Regions from separate parts of the Oryzias latipes genome. Here region 1 is linked to region 2. A link is a contact called in public Hi-C data. All regions are on one chromosome and are shown on one strand. Each heading gives the region's core, a stretch centred on a gene start, on an enhancer-like site or on the middle of the called end of the contact. The rest is flanking DNA. Distances are from core to core; before and after follow the strand shown. Region 1 has its middle 18 kb from the start of tmem53. Region 2 has its middle 15 kb from the start of LOC101168073.

Region 1 (6,655 bases), core at 81-2,580, 290 kb after region 2:
TCTCTGTGAACTCCTTAATGGGCAGATCGTAAATCACATGACAGCTCTGCTACTAAAACCATCCACATGGGGGGAGCTGACACACCTACGACACGACAACTTTTATGAACACCAGTCTTGGTGGAAAGTACACACAGACAAATATAGAATTAAGTGCTCTTTTTTTGGATTATGTTTCAGCCTCCTTGTTGGAGGGAAAGTAGAGAATTACTTCATCTTGGTGTCCTAGTTTTCTCTTGAAGCAAGACGCTCAACACTAAGCTATTATATCTGCATCTTTATTTACTATGTTTTAGTGATTTTTTTTATTATAGTTTTTTTTTAGAGAGACCAAAAGTGTGTTTGTGTTTCTTCTTTCTGAAAAAAATTTACAGCAAGCACAGACGTATGCTGTTTATTTTTCCTAAGCAGGAAAAAAGCTGTGCAGCTTTAGTTAATAGTCCTTTTTTTGGTTTGTTTAGCAAAACTGGATATAAATCAAAATTTATTATAAATTAGCTTTTTTAGATGGAGAGTGTTAACCTGACTGGCGCCTGCAAAAAATCTGTAAAAAGACGGCACGCCAATACCCCCAATGGAGAATGTACAGTAAAAAAGTTTATCAAGCGTTTATTTAATAGCTTAGGTCCCAAAGTGGATATTTCAGGGGAGTAACACTAACTGTATATTTACAGAGGTTACCCAAACAAAACAAAACAACGTTTTTTTTTAGCTAAATACCACACTAAATATGCTAAATGTGAAATTTTTGCACTATAAAGCGCACTCTTTTTTTCTTTTTACAAACAGGGCTCCTTGTTATCCAGAAAACCAATAGTGGCACAATTTTTTTTTTTTTGCTTTGTTTTCAAGCACTGAACCGACGCCCCCTTTAAATTTGTACCCCGGGCGATTGGCTTACGGCCCGTGCTTAAAACCACTATGTCCACTGTACGGACAGTATGGTAAATTAGAAAAATAACCTAAACATGGTGATTTTTCGGATACCCAGCACAAAAAAAGATTTAAACTACCAAAAAAGAGAGTGTACTCAGCTGTGTTGTAACACCCCCCACCCCCCCGCCAAGAGAAAAAGGGAGCTCCAAGGGCACAAAACCACAATAAAGCAGGCTGAATTTCAAGGCAAGTCAAGCGGAAGATGCTATCAGCTAAAGCTGGTGCAATGCCACCTGCTGTGCCTGTGCTCCTGTGTCTAAGTGTCGTCTCTGGAACATAAAAGTGAAGCTCACCCCCATGTCAGATATGCTGGCCTTTCTGCTAAAGGCTCAAGAGGTTACAGAGGCTAACTACCACAGCTGCCACCACCTCTGCCCCTTATAACACACGCAACCTTTACTAGCACACACACACACTATTGCATGCTCTGGGCTCACACAGAGATGGTCATTCTGTACATCACTAGTAGCTAGTGGCCACATATTTGCCACAACTGCCAGTGCGTTTGACCTTTCCTGTCCAAGCCTAATCGGATTGTGTCCCTCTTTATGAAATCAGACGCTAAAGGTCAGCAGGCTGTTTAAGATGGCATGGAGGCCTAGAGCTATGGAATTTGCCTTGGCAGTAAATTACCTTTATCGTGTTTGGTCCGGGTGATTCTATGTCTCCCGCAGGCACCACAGGGGGCTGCATGTGGTTATACATAAAGAGAGGCCGTGTTCCTCAAAAGTGGCCAGGAAAAGCAAGTACTGCAGGAAAGGCGAAACAAATTTAATTTTACTTAGTAGCAATATGTATAGAAATTTCCAGTTGATCAGCAGATTAAGTCTTTTGAAGACCAACTACGATGAAAATTGTGTGTTTGGTGTTTTTAACATGTCCTTGTGGCATTTTTCTGGTGATGGACAAATATTAAGATAATTAAGCTTAAAATTGCATTTCTGCATATTTCTTTATTTAAATCATTGTAAAATTCAAACAAACAAACAAAAATCCTGTTGGAAAAAGAGTGTAATTGTGACATTAAAATACAATGGGGAGGCAAAAGATTTTGTGTTTTCCTAGTCCCAGTAGTCATCTGGCTTAAAACTGTACAGCTGAATAGCTCCAATATTGCTCGCCGTTTTTGTTGCGTCGTCAGTGTTAGGTTGGGAGTGTGAGGGGCTGTAAGTGTGGTGGCCGTTACATGCAAATCACACCAACAAATCGCTCAATGGAAAAACGTGATAAAGATCACAATGACAATTAAAAAAAAGCAAGACAAAAAATGAAGAAAAATCATCCAGTTATCATCGATGTCCCATACTACCTACCTTTTCCGATTTGTTATTGTGCTTTTGTTTTTAAACATTTTATATTCATTTCTGGAAATTATTTTTGCTTTCCAAGACATTTCATTTTTTTCCAATTGTTTTTTTACTATTTTTGTAATTTTTTTAATTTTCATTGTTATCTTCAATATGTTTTTGCATTGACTGATTTGTTTTGATTTGCACTTAAGGGCAGCGTATGCAAGCTACCGGGAGAACGCGGAAAAGGATAGCTCAGTTATGGGTGACAGGAAGGGGGGGGCGGGCTTGCTTCACGCCAATGGTCCTTTCCGCAACTCACAGAATTTTGAATGAATTCTGCAGAAACTGTTTTTTTTTTTTGGCTAAAAACAGCATAAACATAATTAAGAGTACAGGGAACGCTTTTAAAATAGATCAAAATAGACCAGAGTGGGACTCTAGATATTACAAGAGAATAGAAGCTCTCAAGCTTTTCTGGATAAACACACGTTTGTTTTTTGCACTTGGACACAGAGCAAAGTGACAATGATAAAAACCCCGACAGACAGCACAACATAAGAAGAAATCACATCACAAAGGATACCAGATGCTGTCTATTCTGGGAGGGGATCTCTTTCGCTGCACCACACTCACTAGAGTACACATCAACGGCGATATGCCGTGCTGTCCGTCTGAGCAATATTCCCGTCAAGCGAGAAATCTTCCTCTGGTTGTCATGTTACCCTTTGATGCATCATGAAAGTCACTTCCTGATCCTTTTCCTCCATCATACCTTCATCACTCACGTGACACGCTCCTTCCACTGGTCAAGTGCACGTGTGTGCGTGAACGGGCTCCTGAATACACGTTTGTGTCAGTTATGAAAAGAAGGAGTGCCAAATTCAGGTTGACATCCGTTGCACCTTCTGGCTACTGACAAAATGGTGATGAAGATGAAACTGAAATGTGCTGACAACAAAGAGAAAGCCTCTTGTGGGCTTTGTTATGTACTGAGAGTTCTCAAGAAGGGCAAATAATGATTTTGATCTTTGTAAAAATCATCTGTTTGTTATACATTGGATTACATCCCCAGAATTTTTTCTATTGCTTTAAAACAGCAACAATTGTATGTTTTGCATTACTTCTCAAAAAATTACAAAAATCATGCCAAAAATTTGTGTTTTCTCTTGTAACAGCAGTCTGCAGAAGACAAAAGAGCCACATTTCAAAGAAAAGAGAGATTCTAATAAAGGATGAAATCATCTCTCACTAAAAGCCTCCTCCAGAAACAATTTCAGATAAAAAATGTCCATTTTCCATTTTCAAACTGAGCCCACATTCATAACCCCTTAAACCAATTGTAAAAATTGGCCGTTCTCAAGATGAGCTGCAAATGTTTTCAGACTAATATCATTTCCCTCATCAATCGGCCACTAATGACTGCCAGGTTTCAGAGTTGATGTGAGGGAAAGGTCGATGGCACATAACTTTGTCTGAAGCCCATTGTCTGCAAACTATGGAGAGTGAGGCTTTGATCTAAAAGAGGAATCCACAGTTTACATGTAAGATTTCACTGGTCTCAGTCTTTCTTGCAGTTTTGCAAATTTTCCGTATTATGCCTTTGTCGCCTTATGGCTGTTTGCAGGTGAAAAATGGACAAATCTGTGCAGGTGGCCTGCACAAAATATCAGTCATAGACCACTGAGACCTTGTGAGGCCAAATTGTTCATGCACTCAAGCGTTTTTATGTCTTCACCTCTTTTAAGTTTTACTGTTTGTTGTTTATCATTTTTGCCAAAAATTTTCCGTTTTTTTTTTTGTGTTTTTTTTTAGTTGTTGATTTAATGTCAGTAAGATTACTTTTATATTATGCTCTACCAGATCCCCTGGTACAAACGGTGTCTAACTCCAGGCCTCGAGGACCAGTCTTCTAATGGTTTTCCGGAAAAAAGTGATCATAAATAAATGCATCCAGTGCTGAACTTTATTCTTGGCTGCATGGACCCAGAGGAAAGGTTATGGTTAGGGTTAGGTTAACACGTGGGGCCAATTGTACATCTGTACATCTTTTTCATAAATTTTCAAAATTCAACAAATAAAGAGCAACTGAAGCTTAAAAGCTGATAAAGCTTTGCAAATGTTGCAAATGTTCAAAAATACACTTGAATATTGTCCTTTTTTTTTTTTAATTAACAACCAAGCTAGACAATCCTCGACAAATAGACACAAACCTGCCTCTCCTTGGCCAAATCTTCCAACAGCCAAAGGGGTTCACAGTCCAGCCAAGTGATAAAATCTTTCTAGCAGGTCCCATCTGCTTTAAGGCTTTTTCCAATTTAGGCTTGTCTGCAACATCCCATGACTTCTGGGATGTATCTTGAGCTCACATTTAATTTGACTTCTTTGGATGCAGACAGCTTCTCATCCTTGACTGATCTTCTTACCTAATTTCTTGAAGGAACATTCAGCATCGGATATTGATTTTGAAATGTGAACATTTCAAAGACCCACTCTGATAAAAAACAAAAAAAGAATCATGTTTTTTTTTACACTTTCTTGTGGCATTATTCTTATGGTGGAGGTCATATGTAAATACAATTAAGATCAAAATTGCATTTCCGAGTATTTCTTTACTCAAATGGTTGTGAATCAGAAGCTTATGAAAAATATTTTTCAATTCTGTTTGAAAAAGATTGTATTTGTGACATAGAATGGCTCCAAACTTGCTTGCTATTTTTGTTGCACCGCTAATGACATAAGCTAGGAGGTAAACACCTAGGTAATGGGAAGTGGGGGCGGGGCTGCTCTGAACCAATAGTCCCAACGAGTTTCTGCAGAGCCGCAGTAATTCATTAGAAATTTACCTAAGTCCTAGAAAATAACTTTAAAAAAAAAAAAAAAATTGGGATAAAAGTGCTAAAATAGAACCACTAGGAATTCATTGAGGAATATTTTGATAGACATTTTTTCATCAAAATTTTTGAGTTGTATTATACCCAGCAGGTGCTTGATACAGATACCGTTTACAGGACATGACACAAGCAAACCAGCAAATCAAAATCTGGCGACTAAAAGGAAATGCAGAAATCCTCAGTTATAAGTTTTTCTTCCTCTGCAGAAATGAAAGTATTGCACTAGGAAAAAAACCAAAACACCTATCAGTTCGCACATAAACCAATAATGCTCAAATTTGAATAGATAAAAACCTCTACAACACATTAAACTCTCGAGACGTGTTAAGCTTAGACTGTGTTTTATTACACAGCCCACCACTTAAGCTTGCAACATAAATACCGCTACAGCGTGCCGTACAGTTAAGATGTTCGAGAGGCCATGTGCCTTCCATCAAACACTAACCCAAGTAGCTTTGATAATTATATGAGGGTGTAAAATATTTAATAGCGAGCTGTTTAAAAGAGCTCGATCCAGGACAATAACAATTACAAACTGCTGACTGCTCTCTCTGCCGCGGCGCATCTCACCGCGTCTCACTTATTCTACTTTGGCTCAGCGTTGCTCCCTTTGGACGCGTCTCTTTCTGCACTTTTCTATTTGCATTTTCTGTCCCCTCTCCACAGGCAAAGGGAGGGCGGGAAAGAGTGGGAGATGATTTAAGGTAATGAGAGGAGTAAAACATCATTAGTGCAAATTAACTTTTTGTCAGGCGAGGTGATCTTGGTGGGGGCGCTTCTGCCACCGGTAGCAGCTCACATAATGGCAATTTATGCATTGACCGGCGTTGCCGTGTGTGTATGCATGTGCGTGCGTGAAGGCCACCAAGGACGCTTTCAGTCTTAAAGGACAAGACCAATCTCTTCAAAGGCTACTCTCATGCACCATGCATGTTTATATGCACAAGAGATGGCGTCTTGAGGTGAGAGGGTCTGACTGCAGGTTATACCACCACTGCTCTCAATAAAAACATGCTTCCTTTAGATATTATCTAGTTTAATGTCATGGTCTTAATTTACTTCTTGTCTTCAATAAATGTTTCATAGAATACCTCTATTTCCCCCTAATAAAATCTTTTTAGAAATGTTCTAAAGCTCTGACCCCCTCTGTCTCCATCTTTTTGTCTTCTTGCTGTGGCAGCAGATGAAGGCACGGTCATGTTTAATGCATGCGGTTTGTGTTGCACTCAGGAGCGGCAGAATGGGCTCCAGTCCATTAATTAGTAACAAATGGCCGTTGGAAACAAGACAGGCCCAGCACAGGTCAACTAGCTCCAAGGTCTGGAATGATGTGGACATTGATGTCTGCCCTGGGCCAACAACTGTCTGCAGCTGGGCTTCACACCCAGTCTTGACTGACTCACGGTGGACACTAAAAGAAACACAACCGGCTCTGAATTACTCACTGGAGCAACCAGAGAAGAATGTTTAAAAAAGACAACTAGTAATGAAATAAATCAAGTAAGATGACCTTTTTTTACCTATCCAGGGAATCAA
Region 2 (6,491 bases), core at 1,000-3,499:
CTTGTCTCTTCATGCCGTGTTTCTGTGGGTTAATGGCGAGTTGGTAAATCAGCCGGGCGTGACGTTTGTCCCATCCCATCCCATCCAGGGATGACGCGATTTCTTTTAATAACTATGTGAGTGACAGAGAGAGGAAGCATGCGTGTGCGCGTGGGGGGCTTAGCTTTCCTAAATTGGCATCCAGAGGGAAGGACAGAATTCTAACCTTTATTAATAATTGAACCATACGCACGTTTTGCTGTAAGACAGCATGGTGATGTTATACATATATATACATATATAGTTTACTGTGTTTTTCACACTATTAGGCCCACTTAAAAGCCTTAATTTCTTTTTAAATCATGACGGTGCATTTTGTAATCTGGACTACCTAATCTATGGATTAAACTAGTTGTGTTTACTGATTGCTGTCAAAATGACAAGTTTGGATGTTATTGTAAAAAAAGCTAAGGCAGCTAATGTGTTGCGGTGTCGGACGGTGGTTTTTTTTAACGTTTCTAATAAAGGTTGGGATTTATTGTAGTCACAGAAACGTTTGTTTTGGCGATATCAGTCTGTTGTTTGTTTTTTCCATGTTACAACAAGGTTCGGAGTATTGTAAATGCGTCAATGCATCCATCATCCATCCATCTTCTTCCACTCACCCGGGACCGGGTCGCGGGGGGGCAGCAGTCTAAGGAAAGATGCCCAGACTTCCCTCTCCCCGGCCACTTCCTCCAGCTCCTCTAGGGGGACGTCTCGGGGTCAGCAGAGAGACGTAGTCTCTCCAGCTTGTCCGGGCCTCTGCCCAGTGGGACATGCCCGGAACACCTCCCCAGGGAGGCGTCCAGGAGGCATCCGGACTGGATGTCCGAGCCACCTCAACCGGCTGCTCTCGGTGTGGAGGAGCAGCGGTTCTACTCCGAGCCGTCTGCGGGTCATCGAGCTTCTCAGCTTATCTCAAAGGGAGTGACCAGCCACCATACGGAGGAAGCTCTTTTCAGCCACTTGTCTTCAGGACCTCGTTCTTTCAGTCATGATCCACGGTTCATGAACATAGGTGACTACTGGAATGAGGATCAACCAGTAAATTCAAGAGCTTTGCTTTCTGGCTCAGTTCCCTCTTCACCACAGCAGAACAGTAAAGCAACCAAAAAAACGACGGCTGCCGCTCCAATCCACCTGTCAATCTCACGCTCCGATCTTCCCTCCACTCGTGAACCCCAAGACATTTAAACTCCACCCACTGAGTCCCTTTCTCCGGTCAACTGAGGAAGGTTGGCGATGTCAAACTTTTATTTTTTTTATGTGTTACTAACAAGGTTAGGAGTTAGCGTGGTCATATGTTTTAGCGAATATATTTTAGCAGCATCAGTCATTTTTTTTATGTGTTGCAAACAAGGTTGGGAGTTGCAGGTATTGCAAATATGTGGCTGACGTTTCTAATGTGGCCAATGTGTAGCTTCTCTCAATACGTCTATTAGTTCTGTGTACCTTATGACAAAAAACTGAAAATAGACCATTTATTGACAGTGGGCCTTAAAATCCGGTGCGCCCCATAGTCCAAAAAATAGGGCATATATTTTATTTTTACTATTTTTTTTTATTTTTTTTTTAGGGAAACTGCATTCATGAACTGGAATAAAAAGAAACCAATTGTCAATTTAAATTGTTGGCATTGCTATTTCGTCAGTTCAGTTTCCAGTTGGAAAAAGACGCCCTGCAGCATTCGATGCTGGTACTTCTCTACATCTGCATTCTCTGAACTGTATTTGTTGTCACTGTGACAAATCAGTGTGTTTGATCCCAATGCAGACTCAAACATTCCCTTATTTTGCTTCTTTACTGCGCACCTACTTTGCAAAGCAGCATTCCCATTGTCACAATGATTCAGATTTTGTGATTTTTTTTATTTTGCTGACGTTTTGCCACCTAATGCAACAAAAGAGACATTAAAAAATGTCTCTGTTGTTTGCATGATAGCTGTAAAGACAAAAACTGAGAAAGGGATGTATTCAGATGAAAACAGCAGAAGGATTTAATAAAGTTTGGCGATAAAGCCTCAAAAGATGTTAAGCGTGGTACATGCGAGTAAAGACAGCAGGTGGTAAATAAGCTGTTATTTCCATGCGGGGTGACACTGTCTGTTGCCCCGTTTCTCCAAGTTAATGGGTGCTATCGTAAAACTAGGCCACTAAGGTGGACGTGGGGTCACACACAAACACACCCCCAGAGGAGCGACCTGCGCGCGTGTACACAAACACATGTGCACATACACACAGCCAGGCGTGTGAGCAGGGTGAAATATGGATCCTAATGGCTGTGTCCCATCGTTAAAAGGGCTTGGAGTTGATTTATTCGTCGTAAAACTGCTAGTTGCAACTGCCCCGCGGAGAAGAAAGGGTGGCAGTGAACTTGAGGTCACGGGTTTGAATCCTGGTCTCTGTAGGAAAGGCTAAGCTTTACGCTGACAGCATGCTTCTGCCTTTTTATGCAGATTTATGGCACACAAATACCTGCATGGGAGAAATATGACTGGATCGGCCTGTCGGAGCTGAATTGTGGTGCACGGCCTATTGGTTACAAATGACCCAGCTTTATGAGCCGTTGAGCATTGACTTTTTTTCCTTTTTTTTTTTCATTATTATCTTTATTTACCTTAAGGAGTGCAGTGTGCATTAACTTGTTACGCTTTTGGGATGAGTAGATTCTGAATTTTGAGGATTACCTGAGGCATATGTTTGCTAGCCGCTCGATTTCTGTTTCCATGTGTTCCTGCAGCTCTCCTGGTCGGAGCAGCACCTGGCAGATGGGACAGACAGGAGCCTGGCTGTCATACAGGGACATCTTCTTTTTACCTGAAAAAAATAAAAAGTCTATTAAAAAAAATTACCCAAATTTTTTTCAATATTTCCTTCTTTCCCCAAAGAAATTTAGCAAATACTCAGGCTACGATCACAAAAACAACTGCCACTGCGCAATAGGGAGGCAGTGGCAGAATCTTCAAGCCACCACCAAATCTTTTGAAAATTGTCGGCGTGGTCATGAATGTAGAAGGCGGAAGTCAGCGGCAGCCGGATCGCTGGCCTATAGGTGAATAGCAACAGCTTTGATTGGACGATGTGTACAGACAGCGATCGTCCATAAGAAGCTCCACCAAGCCGTCTGGTAGCCTGGTGGTATATAAAAAGTGGGCCATTCTGCCTGTCAAAGGACTGCCATCACGCAACCGCGAAATGTACCCGGGTGGCCACTGACCGATGTCAACTGACAGTTGGCATCAGATTTGAACTTTTTCCTAAAACCTCCCAGCTGCGCGCCCACTTGCCAAGTTTGATGAAAAACTTTGTGGAATATTTGAAGTGACCGTAGCATTAGGTCCAAATCCTGTTATGCCGGCTGATGCAAATAGGCATCAACCTGCTTCAATTAGCTATCTCAACTTAATTGAGCATCCTTTTGAACACAAACACATAAGTGAAACATTATTTATGATCATTGAAAGTCAATACAGGCATCAAGGAGTTAAATGAAAAGCACAATACCCTTCATAATGGGGGAGCAGAATGTTGCAGAGTCTTGTGTAATGTTATTTTCAGGTTAAATAAGGGGGTGGGGGAGTTTAAGAAGTGTCTGCTATAGGATGAGATAATGCTCTACAGAGTCTGCCAACACTACCTCACTTCATTGTCCTTGATCAGCGGGGCAACAGGGTGGGGCCCACCTGTTTTTGTGTGTCAGCATGTGCGTCTGGAGCATGTGTGCGTACCACAATGTCTGCTTCCCCTACAATGGTGTCTTTGACCCTTTGTGGCCGCTCACGTACGTGTGCAGCGGTGTAAACCCCATTTCTTGGAGCGTACCTCTAGCTCTGTCTGGGTGAACTAAAAATAATGGCTATTGAAATTATATCACTGCTCAGTGTTGGAGGACACTTCCTGATTTCCTGTATTCAGCCAATCAAACAAGCTTTTTTTAGACTCAGAACAAAAGGCTCCGCCTCAGCCAGGACATCCCGTTTAGACTGCTTGTCACCACGGCAACAAGAGGGCCAGGTAGGGGGAGACCCTGCCTCTCCCATGCCTTTGATGGTTCTCTCTTTAACCTTTTCACACTCATACACACACAATCCTGTACATAAAGGGACGAAAGCAGCCCCGAAGGGAAATGCATCTTTGCACTAAGAAGGCTTTGTAGAGATACAAGTAGTGACAGATTGCAAATGTTGAGAAATTTTCAACATATATGGCTTAAATCCTGCATGTCATGTGTTGTGTTTTCTTTTTCTTTTTTCCTTTGATGAAACACTTTTAGCCATGCTAAAAGTATGCCGTTGTTCCGATTTTGATGTAATTAAAAAAATCTACAAAAAGTCTAGTCCCCTGTGGTCTATAAGGAGCAGGGATTCTTAGAATCAACTAACAAATGTCTGTTTCTTTAGGATTTCAGTGATCAGAAAGTATAAATACTTATTTTGCTTTGTAAATGTTTATAGGGTTTTTGCTTTAGATGCTAAAGATATAATAGCATGTACTCCCCTCCTCTTCTTTCACCTATTCTTAACTACTATGGAAAGTGGGGATGATAAATGGTAAATGGTTTATACTTATATAGCACTTCTACCTTCTTTGAAGGCCCAAAGCGCTTTACAGTCACAGTCCCATTCACCCATTTACAAACACATTCACATACTGGTGGCGGCTCCGCTGCCGAACACCAGAGGCAAGGTGGGGTTCAGTGTCTTGCCCAAGGACACTTCGACACATGGGCGGGCAAGGCGGGAATCAAACCCGCAATCTTACGATTGGAAGTCGCCCACCTTACCACTGCACTACGGCCGTGGATGGGCTTACTCCGCACCAATACTCCGGCCCACAAGTCAGAGACGAATTTCTGGCGAACTACTACCGCTCTGCAAAAATATCCTTAAAAAATGACAGTTTGAAGAAATTTTCTAGATCAAAAACTGATCAGAGTAGAACTTTATTGAGTACTGCTAAAACACAGATAACATGTTCTGATAAAAGGAATAAGTATAACCAATGGCCAGTTTGTGGCAGAAAAATACAATATTATACCTCATGTGTACTAAAATCTAAGATTAGCTGAAAAGCTGTTGAAAAATGTGGGTGTTTTTGTCATGTTAGACTCTTCACAGCGTTGGGAGATTGAAATTTAGAAACAAACATAACAAAAAGACACAGAGAAGGGATGAGGTGTCGATGTAATGCAGCGTCGCACACACAGCTTGTCATGTCTTTCTCCTTCTTCCACTTTCGGCTTCTCCCATCAGGGGTCGCCACAGCGAACAAGTCGCATGGTAAATTTGGCAATGTTTTACGCCGGATGCCCTTCCTGACGCAACCTTCTCAAACCGGGCTTGGAACCGGCAGAGGTAGAGAAGGGAACAAGGAGCAGCCCGGAGTCGAACCCGGGTTTCACGGACGGAAGGCGCCGCAAACCAGCACGAGCTAAACTGGCTCACCGCTTGTCATGTCTTTAAAGATGATTAATGTTGGTGTACCCACATGCCCTGGTTGGGACCTCACAGTCCCAGCACGCCCTCACCCTGAGGCGCAACAAGGGAGCGTTTAATCTCGGGAAGCCAAGAAGAGTTGGGGACGGTGGGGGAAGGATGGTTGGTCAATAACAACGGAAAAGGCCTGACAGGACTTCTTAGCGAGGAGATTCTTCAGTGAAACCCCCGACTGGCGGGGTAAACGATAGACGGATGGATGGATGTAAGGAGAGAGGTGTGCATCTCCCTGACAGCAGCAGAAGAAAACCGACCTCATCCCCATAATGCGCCAAAATGGATGGTCTCATCTGATTTTCTCTGACTTCCTTTCCACCTTTATCAGACTCCTCATTTGTTATTGTTCACCTCTTTTATCTTCTGTTTCTCTTTTGCTCTTTTTTATTTTCCTCTGTTGTGGACTTGTCCTTCCTCAAACCATCGAATGACTTTCACTGATTTTTTTCTGCCTACAAGATGATCTAAAAGCATCTCAGCTGTCCAAGAGAATACCTCCGACAATTCTCATCATTTCTTTGATTTGCTGGACAATGTAAAACTAAAGGAACCCTTTATGTAAAAGTAGCAACTTCAGAGAGAGAGGTTTTTAAAAAGATTCTTCCCACAGAGCAAAAATGGTATAAAACCTAATACAATTATTGTTTAATCCTTAAATCTTTGCTAGGTTTCTAGTTGACTGATTAACATTGTTTTTTTTTACAGTAACGTACTGTAAAAGTTAGAGTAAGAGATCCCCAATGGGCCAAAGGTAAATAATAATAAGAAATGTGTAGCTTTATAATACTCAAAATGAAAAAAAAATGAAAAAATCAAGTTTACAAAATATCAAAATATTGGAGCCCGTAATTGATGTCAACAAAACATGACTAAGTTAGGTTCTGCTTAATATTATACAGCAAACTCGGGTGTAACTAAATTTTGTGTTCATTAGCTGGGCAAAATAAACGGATTAAACTGATTAAAAAATAACCACTAT

What was found. Hi-C and Micro-C count contacts between places; a contact is called where the count stands out from the background.
Region 1: a contact with region 2 is called in a Hi-C map of fibroblasts, with 2.5 times the contacts expected there. The contact joins two enhancer-like sites. A contact is called at or near these places in 3 of 5 Hi-C or Micro-C datasets (embryo and fibroblasts).

The regions. Positions count from the first base shown.
Region 1 is chr17:19,143,166-19,149,820 of ASM223467v1, forward strand. No RefSeq gene overlaps it. Among protein-coding and RNA genes, the nearest start is that of tmem53, 18 kb to the right of the region's middle. Within about 2 kb of position 1,331, at least 2 of the 8 cell types and tissues checked have an H3K27ac peak or open chromatin away from gene starts, as enhancers often do.
Region 2 is chr17:18,850,087-18,856,577 of ASM223467v1, forward strand. No RefSeq gene overlaps it. Among protein-coding and RNA genes, the nearest start is that of LOC101168073, 15 kb to the left of the region's middle. Within about 2 kb of position 2,250, at least 2 of the 8 cell types and tissues checked have an H3K27ac peak or open chromatin away from gene starts, as enhancers often do.